2 separate regions of the Gossypium hirsutum genome follow, and region 2 is linked to region 1. The links are chromatin contacts, called in public Hi-C maps. All regions are on one chromosome and are shown on one strand. The core of a region is the stretch at or near the end of the contact, and the rest is flanking DNA. Distances in the headings are between cores, read along the strand shown.

Evidence for each region. A called contact is a pair of places that touch in the nucleus more often than the background predicts.
Region 2: a contact with region 1 is called in a Hi-C map of leaf, with 2.1 times the contacts expected there. The contact joins the promoter of LOC107912667 here to the promoter of LOC107912657 in region 1. A contact is called at or near these places in 2 of 34 Hi-C or Micro-C datasets (both in leaf).

Annotation. Positions count from the first base shown.
Region 1 is chrD11:17,222,277-17,226,240 of Gossypium_hirsutum_v2.1, reverse strand. It overlaps LOC107912657 (60S ribosomal protein L37-3), which reads right to left and starts at 1,308. Exons shown (of 9, transcript XM_016840941.2): 1 at 1,090-1,308; 2 at 787-922; 3 at 199-300; 4 at 26-73. The coding sequence starts at 1,293. The coding sequence ends at 27.
Region 2 is chrD11:17,398,105-17,402,342 of Gossypium_hirsutum_v2.1, reverse strand. LOC107912667 (gamma aminobutyrate transaminase 3, chloroplastic) reads right to left here and starts at 1,751. Exons shown (of 19, transcript XM_016840959.1): 1 at 1,593-1,751; 2 at 468-604; 3 at 121-205; 4 at 1. The coding sequence starts at 1,634.

The sequences.
Region 1 (3,964 bases), core at 59-2,558:
TTCATCCAAAACAACCTTGTAATACCTCAAGCAGAAGCTGCTACAACCTTCTTCCTCGGTGCTGCTTCAGTACCTAGATCATGATCCAACACCGGAATTGAAAATAGAAACAAACTCCAAAGATATGCTTTGAACAAAACATAATGAAAAGAAGCTTAATTATAAACCCGTCAGCAAAAAGAATTAGCAACTCATTACCTTCTCTAAAACCAGTCTTGAACCTGCGAGGGACATGGCGCAAATACCTCATTTTACCGGTTCCAGTGGTCTTTCTTCTGATTGCCTTCACACTCCAGTTATCTGAATCCCACAATAAAGCAATTCCCCTTAGATTTAAGGACTAACACCAAATTACAATCCAATCGTATCATATAAACACATCAAAACGCATGTTCATTCAAAGTACTTGAAGTATTACTACTGGTATAAGCACATTTCATGTAACATTACAACTAACAAATCTATGGTTCAGGAAGAAAACACATTGATTCGAACTACAAGTCCATAGTTTTATATAGAAACATCTTAAAATTTTAATCACACCATTTTTCCCACCATATTCAGGAAATTGAATTCTTATCTGAATAAACGCATTCAAAGTGAAACCCAAATAGATATTCGTGTCAAAGATATTAGCTTTGATATATAAGCACATAAAGAAAGAAACCCCACTAGTCAATCCGAGAAATCTAGTTGCAAATTAGACTTAGGAACAAAGTTAACAACAAAAACGAAAAACACAATAAATGATCTTGATAACAAAGAAAAAGCGGACGAGGCACTTACATGTCCTCTTACGAGCAGCAGGGAAAGCACAGGCAGAGCAACGGCTCTTCTGGAGATGGAAGCTACGGCGGCCACACCTAACGCAGAGAGTGTGGGTCTTGTTCCTTCTTTTACCAAAACTCCCTGTTCCCTTTCCCTGCACATTACCACTTTTTTTAATTTCATTTTCAAATATACAAGTAGATCAAGGGGTGGAAAAAGAGAAATAAACAGAGATAATCCATGAAGAAATAAAATGAAGAAAGTAAAAGAAATGAACGATCAAAACCGATGGCAGAACCGATGAAAGGGAAAAGATATTACCTGGAAGGGAAATGTGGGAGACTCGGAAGCTTGATGAAGGCAAAAAATAGAAAAGAAAAGATGAAAAGCAAGCAGAATCCCTAATCTGCGCTGAGGGGGCGTAATAGCTATTACGCGCAATAAGGGTAATAGGCCAGTAACCGATTCGGGCTGTAATGTGATTATAGCGAACCAAACACCCGTTTGGTTGTGGGCCCGCTGCATAGTGGGGAATGCATGCCTATTCCCCCAACCAAACGTCCCCTAAGGGATTTCAGTGTTTAGGGATAAAATAAGGGTTTAGGGTTATAGTTTAGGGGAAAAAGAAAAGAGCAAAGTAGTATGATTTTCTCACAAAAGTCGCTAATATTTGACTTTTTTTAATTTTTATATTAAATTATTATATCATTTGAAATTTTTATATAATTTTTTTATGTAAGAAAATAAAAATAAAAACTAAAAAAATTTAAAATATGAAAAAAAATACTAAAAAGCTTTTAAATTTTTTTTTCTCTTTTGTAATTATATATTCTTTCAATATTTTAGGAAATTTAAATTACTTTTTCAATTTACTAATTAATTTTGTTTCTCTAGAGATGTATGGGTTAGCAATTTTTTTAATTTTAATATATATAAAGTTTATCTATTATCTCTTAAATAATTTAAATTATAATGATAATTTTAATATATTAAAATTAATATTATCTCTTTTAAAATTATATAAGAAATTAATTAATATATAAATTAAAAAACAAGTCATATACCTAAAAATTTTTAAAAAATTATTTTAAATAAGTATTTTAATTTTTTTCATTTTTAACATATATTTTTCTATGTTTTTACTTTCAAATTTTTTCTACGTGTCATTAAATTTTTTTTGAAGATTTTAAATATTAAATTAAAAATAAATTGTATTTTAATTAATATCAAGAAACTAGTTAAATAATAAATAGAAGAGGATGAAAGAGTCCATGAGTTGTTGAAAAGAATACATAATGGCCACTTGGATGAAAGGTGAGAATACAGGGAGCAAAGTGGCGTCGTTTGTTTAAAATAAAATGATTTTTTCTTTGACTTTTTGCAGTGTTTTTCTCATAAACGCCGCTACTGCTTAACCTTTTGTGGCGTTTTTCTCATAAACGCCACTACTGCTTGACCTTTTTGCGGCGTTTTTCTCATAAACGCTGCTACTACTTTACCTATTACAGCGTTTTTCCGTTAGCGCCACTAATGTATAATATTTGAGGAGTTTTCCGTCCAAACGCCACTAAAAACGCCGCTAAAACCTTAATTTCCTGTAGCGAATTATTCATTTATTTGATTGAACGTAATACTCATTAATAGAATGTTCATTACTTCTCTATTTCTTGACTTCCCGTAATAGTTATTCTTTGGTATCCAACCTTAAATAACAAAACAAAATTGGTTTCCAGATTAGTCTTTTAAAATTTGGATTCAGAAAATATAAAAATAAAATATTTGAATATAATTTAATATTAAATTAACTCAATATAAAATATTTTATTTCAAAATATAATTTAAAATAAAATATTTTAATATAAAAATAATTATATTAAGAATGTTATTAAAAGAATGCAATTTATCTAACCCTAAACTATTTTTAGCAAAAAATTATAACAAATATTAACACTGAAGCTTTGCATTTAAAAAACCTATAAAACACACATAGCAATTTCTTTTGCCCTAATCACAAATATTATGGTTTATATAGTAGCTTAGTCTGCTATGGAGCAGTTAGTTAGAGTTAGTTGGTGAGATTAGTTGTTAGCTGGTAGGTTAGCTTAGGCTAGATTGTATTGCTTTGTAATTGTTTTTAAGGTTTATTTTCTCTAATAAAAAGTTTCAGCTATATTTTTTTAAAAAAAGGAAAGGGGTTGGGGCTTGACGGGATTTGGGGAACTTTTTATTTTAATTTTTGGGTTTTGGGTGACGAGGTAATAATGGGTTATGATGTGTTGCTTTTTTAAAAAAAATTATGTATTATGCAATAAATTTAAATTTTCAATGTTAGTGATGTTTAGTTTTTTGTATTATATTGTTGATAATATAAGCAATTAATGAATTGCTTATATTTCTAAATATAATTTTATGTTTCTTGTATATAAATAAAAATAAAACATGTCACCACGTGAAGAGTTCTCGACTAAAGGATTGGAGGGTGCACCAAATAATGATACAGGTTGGCACTTTGGAACTCTAGTGCCAAATACAAAAGGAAATGTCGTATGTAAACTTTGTGGTAAAGTTGTGAAAGGAGGAATAACATGATTTAAAGAGCACATTGCTTATAAAACCAACAATGTTGTATCATGCCCTAATGTTACTAATATGTGATATTTTATTATTATTTTTAAATGTTATTGTAAATTTATCAATAAAGATTATACATAATTCATAATAATATAAAGTGTGAATTATATTAACAGGTGTCATTAGAAAAAGTATGATGAATATATTGAAAGAAAGCAACATAAAGAGAATAGACAAAAAGAGGATAACATATGAATTATTATCTCAATTAAGAGTAGAGGAGGATGAAAACGAGGAATTCATTGATAAGGTTTCTGTTATAAGGCAAGCAACTTGAGAAAGTATTCAATCACAACATGGGTGGCATAGAAGGGAAGAATTCAAACGAAGTACTAGTGGTTGGAGTAACATTTATGAATAAAAGTGATCTTCTCATGGATCAGCTGGAGAATATCATGGAGAAAGAACAAGTAAATTCATCCCAAGTGAGTCTAAGTTTACCTTAAGGGGAGCTATACATGAATTGGCTAGAAGCAAAAGCTCAAAGCAACTAAAGATCAGTGACTCTTTTTTAAAGACTTTACGGAGGAAGTTAGGTGAAGCGGTATCTAAAATTTTAATATAT
Region 2 (4,238 bases), core at 502-3,001, 180 kb before region 1:
CCTATCACAGCAGGAGCAAAGAGGAGCTTTAGAAAAGATGAAACAGCATTTGTTGAGGTGAGTTCATTCACCTAAGCAACAATTTTAAATAAGTAAAAGAAAAACAACTTAGACTCATACCTCAGACTTTTCAATAACCAGGGGATGTAAGTCAGTGGTCTGCCACCCAGCTGTGAATGGAGCCAGCATATCATGCCCCTTAAACCTGAGATGAAGGACTTACATTTTTATACACCCCACATGCATCAATATAACAAGCATCTTCAAATATAAACCATAAGACATTAACATATATCTTAAAAAATATTCATCAAGTTATGTCTTCAGATATTGTTTTCTACAAGCACAAAATAAGGTACCCATGATAAGAGCAAATGCATGAACAAGTGAGGGACAAACCTATATGAGGTGGGACAGACATGAACAAAGGTTTAAATACCAAGTTACTGATACATAAATTCACATACCCATTGCCATCCTTTAAATCTGAATCATCTCTCTGCAAAGATGGCTCAGTACTATATAATCTTGCCAGTAATGCACCCTTAAGTGGGTGGTCCATAGAACTTCTGTACGCAGCAGCATTTTTTATATATGAACCAAGCTGTAAATAAGAGAGAAATAAAATCAATATGATGTTTGAGAAATGAATACAAAAACCAAAAGGAAGAAGAAAAATCAAGTGGATGTTGCTCCTCTAGCTTTTGCATGTGTTTATATGTTAAATGACCCAAATCAGGCCTAACCCCTCACTCTGTGAATAGTTCCTGTCCAAAAATGATATCCCAAGTTCAAATCCCCCAATTCCTACTTTTATCTTCTTTTCAGTATAAAGGATAAGTAACTAAATGGAAAGTTCAGATATCATCCAATTCTTCTTAAATTCTATTTCTATTACAACTTGTTTTCTTATTCAATGCTGTATTGTGATCATTCAAAGGAAAAGGTTTCACATTAATAGATTCACAAAAAATACATGAAGGTAATAACTGATCCAGAAATACGGGATTAGTGTACAAAATGGCTATGTTAACCATAAATAATACTTATGCAGATCAGTGGTTTCTCATAAGCCAAACAGAACCTAAAATTATAGTCAATGAAGGTAGTAGATTCAGTAGCAATTCTCAACATTGAATATTCCATTCCTGAATAAATCTGATCATATAACCTTTCAACATATATCGCTAACAGATAATTAAAAGTTGATCCAAAACAACAAACAAGAAAATTATTGTAATATTAAATTCCCAGAAAGTATTAAAAGATGATATTCAGTATCTCTCTACAGCATCATGTGATTCATAGAATCTGGAAACCGTATAAAAGTCAGACAAATAATGACAACGACATAAAGTAAGGAAAAAAATAAATTAATAAAAGCTTCTTCTTTCTAACTCAGCCAAAAAGTTGGGAGTTTATAAGTTTTTTGACAAAAATCAGAAGAAATGAAAAAAAATGGGTTCTCTTGTCATGAAACCGAACATGTAAGAGAAAAACATGAAGTCTGGGTTTTTTTCTCTGAAGAAAAGGGTCGATCAACCGGTAGAAAAAGAAAAAAAGATGTAGGAGATCATTGAAGAATTTAGAACCTGGGTTTTGAGAGTTGATCGAAGGAGGCTGTTGGGCACCATTTTTTTTTTTCTCTTTATTATCCAATGTTAGGACAAAAACATGCAGAGAAGCAAAAGGCCAAAAGGATAAGAGTGCTCTGAGAAAGAAATGAAACACTTCAGCACTAATCAAGGTTTGATATTTCTTATATGAATCCATAAATAAACGAGGACAAATGACAAGTAGGCCACCACCATGAGCAGCCTGTCAAATTAACATGAAGATTCTTTTTTATTTATTTTGTCAATCAAATAGTTTTCAAATATCTTCCAATTCCTTATTTGGTTTTTTTTAATTATTTAAATTATTCTATCACATTTTTTTTCTAAATTATACGTGTATAAAAATTAAAATATATAATTGATGAGAAGTATATTATAAAAATTAAAATGATTTTCTCCTTTAAATTAAAATGATTTTGATAAAAATATTTAAATAATTTCTTACTTTAGAAGAACAACATAAAAAAGTAAGTGTTAGGTTACATGATTAAGCAATTTGAATTTTGCCATAAAAATATTTTTTTATATAATTTTTTAAAGAAAAAAATAAATACTGAATATTCAAATTGCTTAATTTTGGTAACCTTAATCTTTTATTTTCTATTATGCTGTTAAATTTATTTTTTTTTCTTTCAAAAAATTGAGTCTAACTTAAGAGGTTATCTAAATTTTAAATATAAGATTTAAATTTATTCATTTTAATGTAAAAGTTAAAAATAATTTAATTCTTGTCATTCTTATTGTAAAAATTCTCGTTACTACTTACATAAATATTCTTATTATGTAATAATTAGACAACATAAAATATAAAATCTGATTCTTCCCCACTTAATCGTAACATCACATCAAGATAACTTGCAAAAATAAAAATAAAATTGTTACAATGTTTAAAATTGTTCATAGTCTTTTTCAACTCTTAAATAGGAAGATAATGCGTTTCAGCGTACTCAAATTAACGCTTATCTACACTAATAATTACGTCGATACCATTTAAGCTAAGACTCAACCGACTTCCAATTTTATTGTTGAATGAGTTATTAAATTATTATGTTTTATATTAACAATATTAATAATATAGAGAATGTGTTATCTTCACAAAAATTTATTATTATATTTTAAGCGGAAAAAAAGGGACGATAGGGAGCCTCATCATTGGAAAGTGCATCCTTGACGTGTTCTTCATTTGCAAATAATCCTCTCCTTTTTTCGTTTTGAAAAGTAAACATATCTTAAACGTGTAGAAATGCTATTTGATAACGTGGCTTTAACAAGTATGGTTTAAACTTTAAAGGGTTCCTAAGAAGATTTACGTAGGATTTAATATATTAGGGTAATTTTTATAAATTTTTATTTTATTATCAGGTAATTTTTTATTATGGATCATAGTCATTTGGTAGCATTACAATAAATACAGACGATAGGAAATAACTGAAATCATAAAATTAATATAACTTCACATTATGATTTAAATCAGATGCATAAATATTTAATGATTATTGATATAATCACAGATCAAATTTGTTATAATTTTGAGATTTACAATTACATAGATTGTTAAATATTAAGGATGAGAGTAAAATTTATGTTGAGCAAATACTTTTTGTACTTCTAGTTACAGTGGGAGCAATCATGTCCATCAAAAACTTCAATAACTCCTTCAACAATCATCACCAAAGACTAAGGGGAGCTTTATATGGTATCATATGGTTGCAAGCTTTGACTGGAGCTCTACGTTCATGCAGGTAAACCTTCGTATATGATTTGCCCTTATAATTTACCCTTAACGCTTTGTTTAAATAACTCAAATAATTTTGAATTAATATACATTTATCTCTCATTTTCTCTCCTTTTATCATTCCATTCTGGAAGGATTAATTTTGTATGTATTAGAGTGAAAAACGATATCCCTCCTATCTTTTTTTCCTCTCACTTTTCATCCCAACTAAGCATACTCAAAATTTATTTCTTTCCACTTTTCCACTCTCTCCTCTCATCTCTTCACTTTCCCACTCAACCAAGCACACCCTACATGAACAACATGATATTGCATTTTGGCATATAAAGTGTAAAATTGAAGCATATATAACGCATTATGTTTAGGGGATCCAAGGGAGGAAGTGCATGGTTTATTGCACATTGGTTACTAGGAACTGCGGTGTGTATTTTAAGTGTAATCAACATTTACACAGGATCAGGAGCATTGCATGAAAAGACATCAGAAAGCACAAGGCTTTGGACCATAATTTTGATTGCTGAGAATTGTTTGATTGTTTTCATTTATTTATTTTAAGAAAAATGGTCGTATTTATAGTCACAAAAGCAATCATTGTTTGTGCACTGTGAATCTATAAGATCCTATCCTTTAAAAATAAGAGAATATGATCATGAAATCAACTACAAAGGTTTTGTTTAAAAAATATGTCATCATCACAAGTTAATATCTAATTCATTATTTTCCAATAAATGTATCATCACCATTTATATGTATAGGATTCGGTCATGAATGGTGATTAAATTTGTATTGGATACTAATGGATAAAAATAATAATGGAAGGGAGTTTGGCCCGATATTACTTAATAACAATTTTGTTATTTTCTCTCTTCTATATTTTGGATTTTTTC